Regions from separate parts of the Mus musculus genome. Here all the other regions are linked to region 1. Evidence: chromatin contacts called from public Hi-C data. All regions are on one chromosome and are shown on one strand. The core of a region is the stretch at or near the end of the contact, and the rest is flanking DNA. Distances in the headings are between cores, read along the strand shown.

Evidence for each region. A called contact is a pair of places that touch in the nucleus more often than the background predicts.
Region 2: a Hi-C map of nephron progenitors shows a contact between it and region 1, with 1.5 times the contacts expected there. The contact joins the enhancer-like site here to the promoter of Fam83f in region 1. A contact is called at or near these places in 6 of 39 promoter capture datasets (cranial neural crest, embryonic stem cells, maxillary cranial neural crest and 2 more), 5 of 484 Hi-C or Micro-C datasets (B cells, CD4 T cells, cortical neurons and 2 more), 6 of 115 datasets of contacts at active chromatin or transcription factors (T-cell acute lymphoblastic leukemia, craniofacial prominence, embryonic stem cells and 2 more) and 3 of 9 other capture datasets (adipose tissue, embryonic stem cells and liver).
Region 3: a contact with region 1 is called in a Hi-C map of bone marrow-derived macrophages, with 37 read pairs. The contact joins the enhancer-like site here to the promoter of Fam83f in region 1. A contact is called at or near these places in 15 of 39 promoter capture datasets (the C10 cell line, HPC-7-derived erythroid cells, cranial neural crest and 10 more), 7 of 484 Hi-C or Micro-C datasets (CD4 T cells, bone marrow-derived macrophages, cortical neurons and 3 more), 9 of 115 datasets of contacts at active chromatin or transcription factors (T-cell acute lymphoblastic leukemia, craniofacial prominence, embryonic stem cells and 4 more) and 4 of 9 other capture datasets (embryonic stem cells, liver, macrophages and 1 more).

What each region holds. Positions count from the first base shown.
Region 1 is chr15:80,669,986-80,673,636 of GRCm38.p6, forward strand. It overlaps Fam83f (family with sequence similarity 83, member F), which reads left to right and starts at 1,862. Exons shown (of 5, transcript NM_145986.2): 1 at 1,862-2,402. The coding sequence starts at 1,932.
Region 2 is chr15:80,516,138-80,519,716 of GRCm38.p6, forward strand. The region is part of intron 2 of Enthd1 (ENTH domain containing 1); the gene reads right to left. Among named protein-coding and RNA genes, the nearest start is that of Enthd1, 43 kb to the right of the region's middle. Within about 2 kb of position 2,009, at least 73 of the 459 cell types and tissues checked have an H3K27ac peak or open chromatin away from gene starts, as enhancers often do. A contact at or near this core is called in T-cell acute lymphoblastic leukemia, cortical neurons, craniofacial prominence and 2 more, where this site is marked.
Region 3 is chr15:80,496,477-80,499,947 of GRCm38.p6, forward strand. All of the region lies in intron 4 of Enthd1 (ENTH domain containing 1), which reads right to left. Among named protein-coding and RNA genes, the nearest start is that of Gm23220, 40 kb to the left of the region's middle. Within about 2 kb of position 1,450, at least 45 of the 459 cell types and tissues checked have an H3K27ac peak or open chromatin away from gene starts, as enhancers often do. A contact at or near this core is called in bone marrow-derived macrophages, where this site is marked.

The sequences.
Region 1 (3,651 bases), core at 612-3,111:
CTTCTGGTTCTCATGAGTGGTGAAGAACATTTGAGGGAACAGGCAGGTTTGCTGTTACTCGACATCCCCAATGCCAGCAGTGACTATTGTCACAAACCCTGCAGTTTACTTTTTTATTAATTTTTTAAAAAAATTGTTATGTGTATGGATGTTTTGTTTGCAGTTATGTCTATGTACCATATGCATAGCAAGTGCCTGAAGAGAACAGAAGAGAGTGTCAGAGATGCTCTGGGACTTGAGCTATTGATGGTTGTGTGCCACCATATAGGCCCACGTCCTTTGGGAAGCATCCAGTGCTCTTAACCATGTCTCCAATCCCTGCAGACAATCTAAACACTCATTTCTCCAGACCATCAACGGGGCTGTGGGGTATAGATCAATGAAAGAGCCCTTTCCTAATTTTCCAAAGCCCTGAGTTTTATCCCAAGCACAGAGGAGGGAGGGAGGGAGGGGGAGAGAGAGAGAGAGAGAGAGAGAAGGAAGGAGTGAGAGAGAGAGAGAGAGAGAGAGAGAGAAGGAAGGAGTGAGAGAGAAGGAGTGAGAGAGAGAGAGAGAAGGAAGGAGTGAGAGAGAGATAGAAGGAAGGAGAGAGAGAGAGGGAGAGAGAGAGAGAGAGAGATGCCTATTGACTCCTTCATACACACCCCTAATAACCCCAATAACCTCTGTTTCTTTATAAGAACAAGCAAAGGAGGCCACATGTTGGGAAAGGACCTCCCTCACCGCAGAGAGCATAGCAGTTCCTTTGCTTAGCCGCTCCTTTCTCGGGAGATATAGAAAAGCATTTATTTCTAGGCCTCAATTTCCTCGTTTGTGAAATGAGGGGGTTGGACTCATTTCTAAAGCTCCTTCCAGCTCCAAGTCGCTGTGCTACAAAATGAGAGAAATGTGAACCTTTGGTTGCTATGATCTGAAAATATTTTGAATGTGGAGAATCAAAATTGTACAGCAGCACACGAACAAAATAATATGTTAATGACTAAGAAGATTGTATTTAATCCAATGGGAAACAGCAGATCCTCTGGTGGTGATGGTGGTGGTGTGCACGCGCGTGTCTGTGCTCAGCTTCCTTCCTTGGGCTCAAACATGTATTTTGAATCGCTAATATAGTAATCAGGCCTCTGGCAGCCTATCAGGCCCAAACACACGCACACACCACTTCAAATTAAAATGAGGGGCAAATCCACTGCCTCCTGCTTACATCTTTGCTATTTGGGTGATTCTTTTAGGAGAAAAAAATTTTGTAGTGACGGTGTTGGTGTTGAATTGACAGCCCCTGGAGGCCTCTGATCTCAGAACTGGGACGCGTGGGCGGGAGAACTAGGGATTTCATTAGCATCTTTGCTTTCCCACACAGACTGCCCCCTACACAGTCCGACGATCTAGCCCAACAGCACACACACTTGGACCCTGAAGGCCGGAGTGGGTCAGGATGCTACTAAATTCCGCAGGCGTCCGGACTAGAACACGTGCTCTGGGCCCTGCCTGCGGGAAGATGAGGCTGTACCCGCGGGGCTGAGTCCCGAGGGTGCTGGAGGCGTAAAGGGGTCAGGTCGCCGACCTTCCCTGCACTGATGGGTCGCAGCTGGGAGGCGGGCGTGACTCAAAGGCCGCACGTGCCTCTGACCACAGCCGGGCTTTCACTTCCACGCCGACACTCTGCACCCCAGCCGGGCTAAGTAGGCCAGAGACGCAGGGCGTCGGCTGAGCCGCCCGTGAGGTCCCCGCAAGCCCTGCAGAGGCGGCGGTCCCTCTCCGCCCGACGGCCGCGCCCGCACCGGGGCCCGCGCCGATTGGCCGACTGGCGATCGCTGGGCGGGCCGAGGCGGACCTCGCGGCCAGGTGAGGCGCCCCGCCCCTCGAGCGCTCCAGGTGCGGCGGTGGGGACAGCAGGGTCCGAGCCTGGGGCCCCGGGACAGGGCTGGGGCGCCATGGCCGAGTCCCAACTGAGCTGCCTGGACGAGGCGCACGTGAACGAGAGGGTGACCGAGGCACATGCAGCTTTCTACTACTGCGAGAGGCGGCGGGCCGCGCTGGAGGCGCTGCTGGGTGGAGGCGAGCAGGCCTACCGCGAACTGGTCAAGAAGGAGCGGCTGCGGGACTTCCTCTCCAGCCAGGAGCGCCAGGCCCTCTGCGCCGCCTGGAGCCCCTACGAGGAGGCAGTCTCCAGCACCCGTGCCAAGGCTAAGGCCAAGGCCAAGGTCCCGGCCCAGCCCACTGAGTCCCTGGCCTACTGGCCAGACCGCTCGGACACCGAAGTGCCCCCACTGGACCTGGGGTGGACAGACACCAACTTCTACCGCGGTGTGAGCCGAGTCACGCTCTTCACCCACCCGCCCAAAGAAGAGAAGGCACCGCACCTGAAGCAGGTGGTCAGGCAGATGATCCAGCAGGCCCAGAAGGTAGGCCTCGGGCCCCAGTCCTGCACCAGAGGGACCCCCCACACACACACACACTCCCCTGCCTGGTCTCACTTGCGGGCCACTCTCACCATCCTCTGGGAAATGGACCCCCGCTGGCGCTCACCTTGTGCAGCTGTGATGAGACCTTTTGAAAGATGGATGTGTAAGTTCGTGGCAAAGCACTGGTTTTTCTTACTACAGTGTCTAGGTGCGCTAGCCTTGTGTTGGTATACCTCTGTCACCATCCATCTTCCTTGGGCAGTGTGACAGTTGTGAGGCCCTGTGCTAAACTAGCCACTCAAAGGGCTTGATCATGAACTATCACCAGGGATTTATTTACAAGGCGTATCCTCGGCCGTTTCCCTATTTGATCTTCACAATCGCATGAAGTTGGTAATAGCCTCCCTTCCCCTCTGGGCCAGATGAGCTTTTCTTAGGAGCCTTTCTCCCCCAAACAACCCGACTTTCCCATTATCATCCTCTCCTGGGCTTGGCACTAGAGCCCAAGCAGGCTCAAATGAATGAGGAACGCTATTTTAAGCTCTAGCAGTGGCTTGGCCCAGTGTTGGGTGCTCCCACAAAGCACTGGACCAAGCTCAGGAAGAGGCTCCTACTTTGCCCATCTGCTCTGCTTGGGTGTTGAGAGATGTTTCCAAGGAGCCTGGTTAGAATACCAGTTGGACAGCTGGCTGTGGGGTAGGTGAAAGACTAATCTTTTCCTCTGTGCCCTTGGGTACTTGGGTAGTTTCCAGATAAAATGTGGGCTATTGCATTAAATTCAAACTTCAAATAGGTCTTTTTGTATCTTTTTATTCCAAATAAGCTGCACGGCGGCTGCATTGATGCTAAAAGTGACTTTTCATTTACCTAAATTCAGATTTAATGGGACAGATATTATTTTACCTTCTAAAGACTGAGAGGTGATAGACATACTTTTATCCCATGCATGTATTGTGTTTGGGGTGTCCTGGCACATATGGATGTCAAAGGACATCTTTGGGGAGTCTGTTCTCTCCTGCTACCATGTATGTGGGTTCTTAAAGTTGAATGCAGGTAGTCAGGGTTGAGGGCAAGCATCCCCCACCCCCAGGCCACTGGGATTTATTAAGCAACGCCAACAACCTTTGATGCCCAGATCAGAATGTGCAACTAGAGGCTTGGGTCCACTGTTGTTACCTAACTTTGTGAGTGTAATTACAGCCATCTTTATCCTGGAGGCCAAACAAAAGAGATGCTAGGAAGGACAGTG
Region 2 (3,579 bases), core at 759-3,258, 150 kb before region 1:
ACATAAACCAAGTCTGCAGTTACCAAGAACTGGAAACAGCATGCACTGTAAAATCAGTTTCTGCAAAGTCCATTGCACTGACAGCCATAGGGCAAGGAGCGTTTTCATTTGCCCTGCAATTTCTGATTATGTCAGGTTAGAGTAAAAGTTTAATTAATAGTTGATACATTTTAATAAAGAGTGTTTTGTATTATTCCCAGAAGCTAAAAAAATAAATTACTCCTAATGACTGTTTTAAAAAAATCTTTCCCCAAACAATGTGTTCTCAACTCTTTGCTTTCAAAAACATGAAAGACTTCATCACGTTATAGCTGACAAGAGATAGGAAATATTTCTCTAATAAGTCACTAGATAATTGTTGGCACGTTACTTAGAAGGAAAGCACAGGACTGATTGACAGTGCTGCAGTACAGTACCTTCTACTTCTGGCTTTGATTTATATGAACAGGTTTTTAAAGCATTTATGTGTACAAAAACCATGAAATAAAATAGACATTGTATGGTGCTTACAGCGAGCAGTGGATGGTACTCAGATGTGGGTAATGGCTGTGCTTAGCTCATAAAAGCATGTGTTTCCAGTTACGTTGGATTCTTTATGTGTGATAAGTACTTCTAAGAATATATGAATCCAAGGGCTTTGATAGGCTGTGTGCTGGAAGTCAGTCCAGCCTGGCACAGAGGCTGCATGTGTGTAAGCCCAGCACTGGGGACAGAGGGACGGTTAAGTATGAAGTCAGCCTGGGCTCTACAGTGGGATTCTTCTTCCAAAGCACACTTTTTGCACATATTTGATATTTTGAGGAGACTTTCACACATGCAAACACTACATATAAAGGTAAGACTCTGTGAGAGATGTGAAACCAAATCCGACCTTAGCAAGAGAAAGGAATGACAGTTTCCATAGATAAGGACCCTATGTTTCCCTCCAGTGATGTGCTGCAAGTCTCAATTCTAATGGTACTTATGCCCCTTAAGATGTGAGAGAGGTGGGTGTGGTCAGTGGCCAGAGCATGCACTGCTACTGCTGAAGAACTGAACTTGGTTGCCAGCACCCACATCAGGTGACACACATCTGAAATCAGCTGTAACCCCAGCTCCAGGGGCATCTGATGCCCTCTTGTAAGTCCCACGAGCTCTCACTCATGCGCACAAACCCACACAGAGACACACACAAACAGAGACACACTTAATTAAAAATAAAAATCACTGAGAACATACATGTGGTATCATTTTCTTCTTCTCTTCTTTTTTTTTTCCAGTAATGGGGAATTGAACCAGATATTATATGAATGCTAGGCAAGGACTCTCTATTTTGGGAGTCCTACTATGTACTTCAGGCTGACCTTGAACTCATGATAGCCTTACCTCAGCCTCCTAAGTAGCTGGGATTACTGGTATGTACCACCATGCCAGATTTGTTTTCTTTTTATGTCTATATTTATAATATTTATAACATACTAGACTTTATGTTTATTCCCTCTTATAAAATTCCACATTTTAACCCAAAACTTTGTGAAGAAGTTCATAAGTCTAACATTATACATGAAAATGTCTTAGAAGCAATAGGTCGGCATGAGACGGGCTCTCCCTTCAACAAGCCCAGGGCCTGGTAGGAAGTTAAGCTCCTCGAACAGACAGGCTTCTGGGAAAGAACTAACTATAACACCAGGGGCTTTGACGGGTGGTGCGAATCCCAATAAACAGGACAGAAATCATTTCTGGCAGAGGCACAGGGACAGTAGGTGCCAGATCCTGAAGAGGTAATGAGAACCTTTCATGTATGTTTGTAGTTTTCCATTTTGTTGTAAACTTACATGAAAATGAGTAATTAAAACGGACTTATTTCTGACTTAGAGATTTTCTAATTAATCCTGGCAAACAGCGGGGACTCGGGACTTCTGTCATCTATCTGCTTTCCTGAGGTTTAATCAGAAACTGTAACTGCTCCTTCAGTACTCAGCAGTAGAATTATCTCTGAAATGCCATGGGTCGGGCTTGACAGACAGCACGGGGGTAGATTAATTCCCTTCTGAGGAACTCATGAGAGCAGCACGCAGCACGGATGTGTTCTGGCCCAGAATCACATTTCACTTCTGTTGCTGCGACCGAGGGAGGGGGGCTGCGGGGGAGAGGAGAGACAAGAAAGGGTTATTTGGCTTACAAGGCAGAAACTGCAGCAGCTAGTCACAGCCCAGCCATAGTGGAGAGCAGAGAAATGAAGTCTCTTGTGCTGCTGGCTGGCTTGCTTGCCTGTGCACAGTGAGCTTTTTCCACTCTCACACAGCTCAGAACCCGATTCAGGCCATGGCCCCATCCACATTAAGGGTGGGTCTGCCCACCTCAATTAACAATGAAGACAGACAGTCCTTCACAGACAGGCCCATTGGCCACCCTGATCTAGAAAATTCCTCACCGAGACTCTTCCTAGGTGATTCTAGGCCAGATCAAGTTAAAATGAGGCAGCACGCTGGTTAAAATACTACGAGGCTACCTGTGGGCATGAAGAACGGCAGTCAAGCTGCAGAAAGCCCACAGACATTCGTGGTCTTCCTCCCTCGATATCAGATCGCACAATACTGGAAGTGAGTGTGAGTGTGCCTCATCAGACTTCATGACTAAGCAACATGTGCTCTAGACTCCCACAAGTTAAGGAAGAGGTGAGTGCACACATTTGGTTCCTCAGAAGAAATGAAGCCCCTCTGGCACCATCACAATCCAGCAACTAAGGCTGTGGAACCATGAGCCATGGAGGATGGGGCTGTGACTAAGGAGCCTCTGAGGAAAGTGTGGAGAGGGGACAGGAAGTGATGCCAGGGACTCACTGGTTGCTGAGTTGCTCAGCACTGCAGCTGTGGAACTCCCTAGAGACTATCTGGAGAGATGGAGATCCCACTGAGCCTGCAGAGCCCAGATAATACCTCGAAGCAGAACTGATGGGCCCCGTGATAGCTCTTAGATGAGATACCGAGCTCTGACTACAAGACACTATCAGCGCAACTGTGGCTCTGGCATTGAGATGCCCTGTAAACGCACACATCCAAACCACCCCACTGCTCCCCCAGCTGTCACCGTAGATCAGCAGGGTCCTCTCGGTGGTGATGTCAGCAAAGGTGTATCGATTACTTTGAAGTACTCGTCAGAACCAGGATGGTGGAATATACTGTAGTTTAGGGAGGCTGGGGCAGGAGGAGCGCTCAGGTCCAGCTCGGAGGCCTTCCTGGGCAACACAATTGAGGCTAGGTTGTTTCTTGTTTTGTTTTAAGTTTTCAGAAAACACCCAGGTGATAGAGAGATGGCTCAGTTGGTAAAGGACTTGCTGTGTAAACACGAGGACCTGAGTTGGGATGGCCATGGCCCACATAAAAGCCAGGTGCAGCTTGTGCACTTAGAAATCCCAGAGTTAGGGAGGGGAGAAATGGGAAGGTCCCTGCAGCTCCCTGGTCACCTAACCTCACTGAACCACTGCAGTCTATGCTCAGTGAGAAACCACATCTCAAAAAGTAAGGTAGACAGTAATTGAGAAAATTATCCAAAATTGACCTATGGCTTCTACATACACTCATCTTCACGCATATAGGT
Region 3 (3,471 bases), core at 200-2,699, 170 kb before region 1:
GTCATCCATTCTCATATTTTTGAATAAAAGGAAGAAAAGGTGAGTTCTAAATGAGTTTAATTGGATTTCTTATACCAACCACATTACATAGTTACTATGCTGATAACATTCTGTATTCTACCACCAGTTCATAATCTCAGACATGCTTTGCTATGCTCTGATGATTGGCATAATGGACATTCATGGAAGAAATGAAGGAACATGATGACTGCCCTCAAACAAAAGGCACTAAGAAATGAGCCTGGTCATGAAGAGAACATGCAAATTTCACACAGCCTGGAAAAGCAACACACGCATTTAGAATTGACTAATAGCGGGGTCCAAACCTGGTGCTGTACTAGTGGCGGGGTCACTGTGACACCTGAGGGTCACATGCCTTTAGATAGGCTCATAAGCTATGCAGCATGCCAGATGCTGAGAAGTATTACAGAGAACACTCACGGGGAAGAGAAAGGCTCCATTAGTGGTGGCTGGGGGCTGGGGATGCTTAATATCCAAGAAGGCCTCCCTGCATCTATAAAGACACGGTGAGATGAAAGTGTGATACTATGTTGCATGAATAGGGCTAGGTGTGAATACTCACATGCACACACACACACACACACACACACACACACACACACAGCCTTCTCTAGAGGCACCGGGAGACATTTACAGCTGTCATAGAAAGGGAAATATACACGTTCCCCTATCTTATGTGTAGTTGCTCTGAAGGGACACTGGTATCTGGAGCCCCAATAGTGCCACTACAATCTGCTAGCCAGCCAAGTGCAAGTGCCTCAGGCAGACAGGCATAGAACCTCTTACAGGCCCTGGAAGAAAACCACAGGGCTGGCCTCGATAGCACTGGTGCAAGGCCATGCTTTCTGCCTATTATTACTGTCTACTTGAAAAACAACTCTTGGCTTATGATGGGGCCCTGATAAGAGAACAAATGTCTGACCACAAAACAACAAGTAACCGTGTCCCCCCCAACAAATGACTGTTATCTGATCCGTGGAGCACAAAGCTAGATGCACACAGCAGCATTCCACTGGCAAATTAGATTGGTGCACATGACATAAGTCACGCCAGCTCAGAGCCCGTGAAAGCACCACAGGCTGGTGGCAGAGATGCCACACCACAACTGCAGCTCCCTCAGCCTACCCCCACAGATTCATGGAGAGCACTGCAGCTATGGGGAGGGACCAACGTCTTAACTAGGGTGTTACTGCTGTGAACAGACACCATGACCAAGGCAACTCTTAGAAGGACAACATTTAATTGGGGCTGGCTTACAGGTTCAGAGATTCAGTCCATTATCATCAAGGTGGGAGCATGGCAGCATCCAGGCAGGCATGGTGCAGGAGGAACTGAGAGTTCTACATCTTCATCTGAAGGCTGCTAGTAGAATACTGACTTCCAGGCAGCTAAAATGAGGAACTTAAACCCACGGCCACAGTGACACGCCTATCCCAACAGGGCCACACCTCCTAAAAGTGCTGAGCCAAGCATATACAAACCATCTCAGACAAGGACGGGACTAGTTTCTAAGGAAGCCTGCATAACACTGCTCAGAAGTGAAGGGACCAATTACAGCCCCACTCATAATGCCCCTGAACTTAAACAGGAAAACTCTTCCCATAGACAGAACTGCAGGAAGAAGATCTTCATATGAAGCAAGGAGAAAGGCAAGATGTGGAGAAGCATCAACAGGAATGCATGAGCAGTGGCTGCAGGGTCCTCACCAGGGGCTTGGAAAGGATAAGATAAGAAGATTGTTTTGTTGGGGGGACTCGGTTACTTGTTGTTTTGTGGTCAGACATTTGTTCTCTTACCAACAAGAAGGTTGGTAGACGGAACCCTGAGGACATGTACTTGAAGCGAGGACACTCATGTCCCTATGAACACAGGCGTGCCAGAAGACATCCACTGTGGAACAGGCACTCCCACATCAGCTGGGGAATGCTCTGTTCAGTCAGAGGCAATGGCTGCTGGCTGGGCTGTGTTGCTCAGTGGGCTGTGGCTGAGAAACAGGGATGCTAAGACTTTGAACTGCCCTGCAGATGAGGCTGCAGTGACAGAAACTTTCCCTCATAGGGTGATCTCTTTACCATGAAGGGTGCTCTCCTGACCATGAACACTACTACCCAAACTGCTTAGACTGGAGGATAACGCCGTGCCCCAAGTGAGGTGCAGAGCAAGGTGGGTTCACATGGACATCTTCCAATCCAGCAAGGTGGGATCCATATGGGAGAGCCATCCCTGCCTGCCTGTAGGCTTGAGGACAGAGCACACTGTCAGAATGTTTACAGGTCTCCCCTTGTGCCTCTCAGCGCCTCGCCTTGCAGCACTGCACAGCTCCATCCAGGAGGTAAAAAGAAAACACCTCCAGGATCATAACACAACGAAGAGAAGCTGAGAGAAGATCAGCCTAATGCCACTCGAGACATGCGTGCTTAGCTCCTGAACAAAACACTGCTAAACCAAATCCAGAAATAAGCAGAAAAGGGAATTTGCCAGGCCAATTGAGGGTTCTCTCTGAAATTCAAGGTTGCTTTAATATTTAGAAATCAATAATTTATGAAAATTGATAGTCTAAAAGAGAGAAATCTGTAGGTATCAAAATAGATGCTAAGTGGAGAAAATCTGAAATATAGTCTTGATAAAAAAAACTGCTGATAAATTGACAATGGGGATCTACAGTGTACAGTGCACAGCGAATGTCTCCGATGAATTGGGGTTGACACCAACCTCTTGTAGGTATGAACCAGGTCTCAGAAGCCTTGGCCGTGCTGTTACCCAGCTGTGTGTGGAGTGTGTGTGTGGGGGGGGGGGGCAGGGATGGGAGAGCCAAACACAAGAGTTTCAGAGTTTGCCAGTGAAGAACTAAGTCTGCCATTATTTACAGATGATGTGGTTTCCAACATGAGATGCTCAGAAGGATCTATCCATAAATCAGGGAAACTGCTAAGAGTTTAAGGGTATAATCAATATACAAAAAATAATAATTCCACTCATCTGCACCATCAACAAACAGAAAATGAAATGTATCAAATGAAGCTTCTTGGAGTAGCCATGAAAACAAAGGTATGTCTCAAGACTCGAGCCAAGCCCCATGAGGCAGACCTGATCAAGCTGTTGTCAACTGACCACAGAGCAAACTGACAGTGCAGGAATATGCCGAGCTCAGCTGCCCTCTTAGAACCCTGCAGAGCACCTTGGAGAGAGAGCCCCATAAGACCACAGGGCTGACTGAGGACTCGGCTCTCAGCCTCCAGCCAGTACCACGGCCAAATACGTGGCAGATTGCTATCCCAGAAAAGACCGAAATTCCAAATCTGAAGTGAAGTTTTAGACCTTAAGTTGAAATTTCATAAGTGTACCATCTTGCACTGAAAGTACATGCACATTAAGCACAAGGGACCAAATCTAGCCAAGATCACAAGACACCTGTCTGTGAAAAGTATAAATACAGAAGGTAAGGATTAA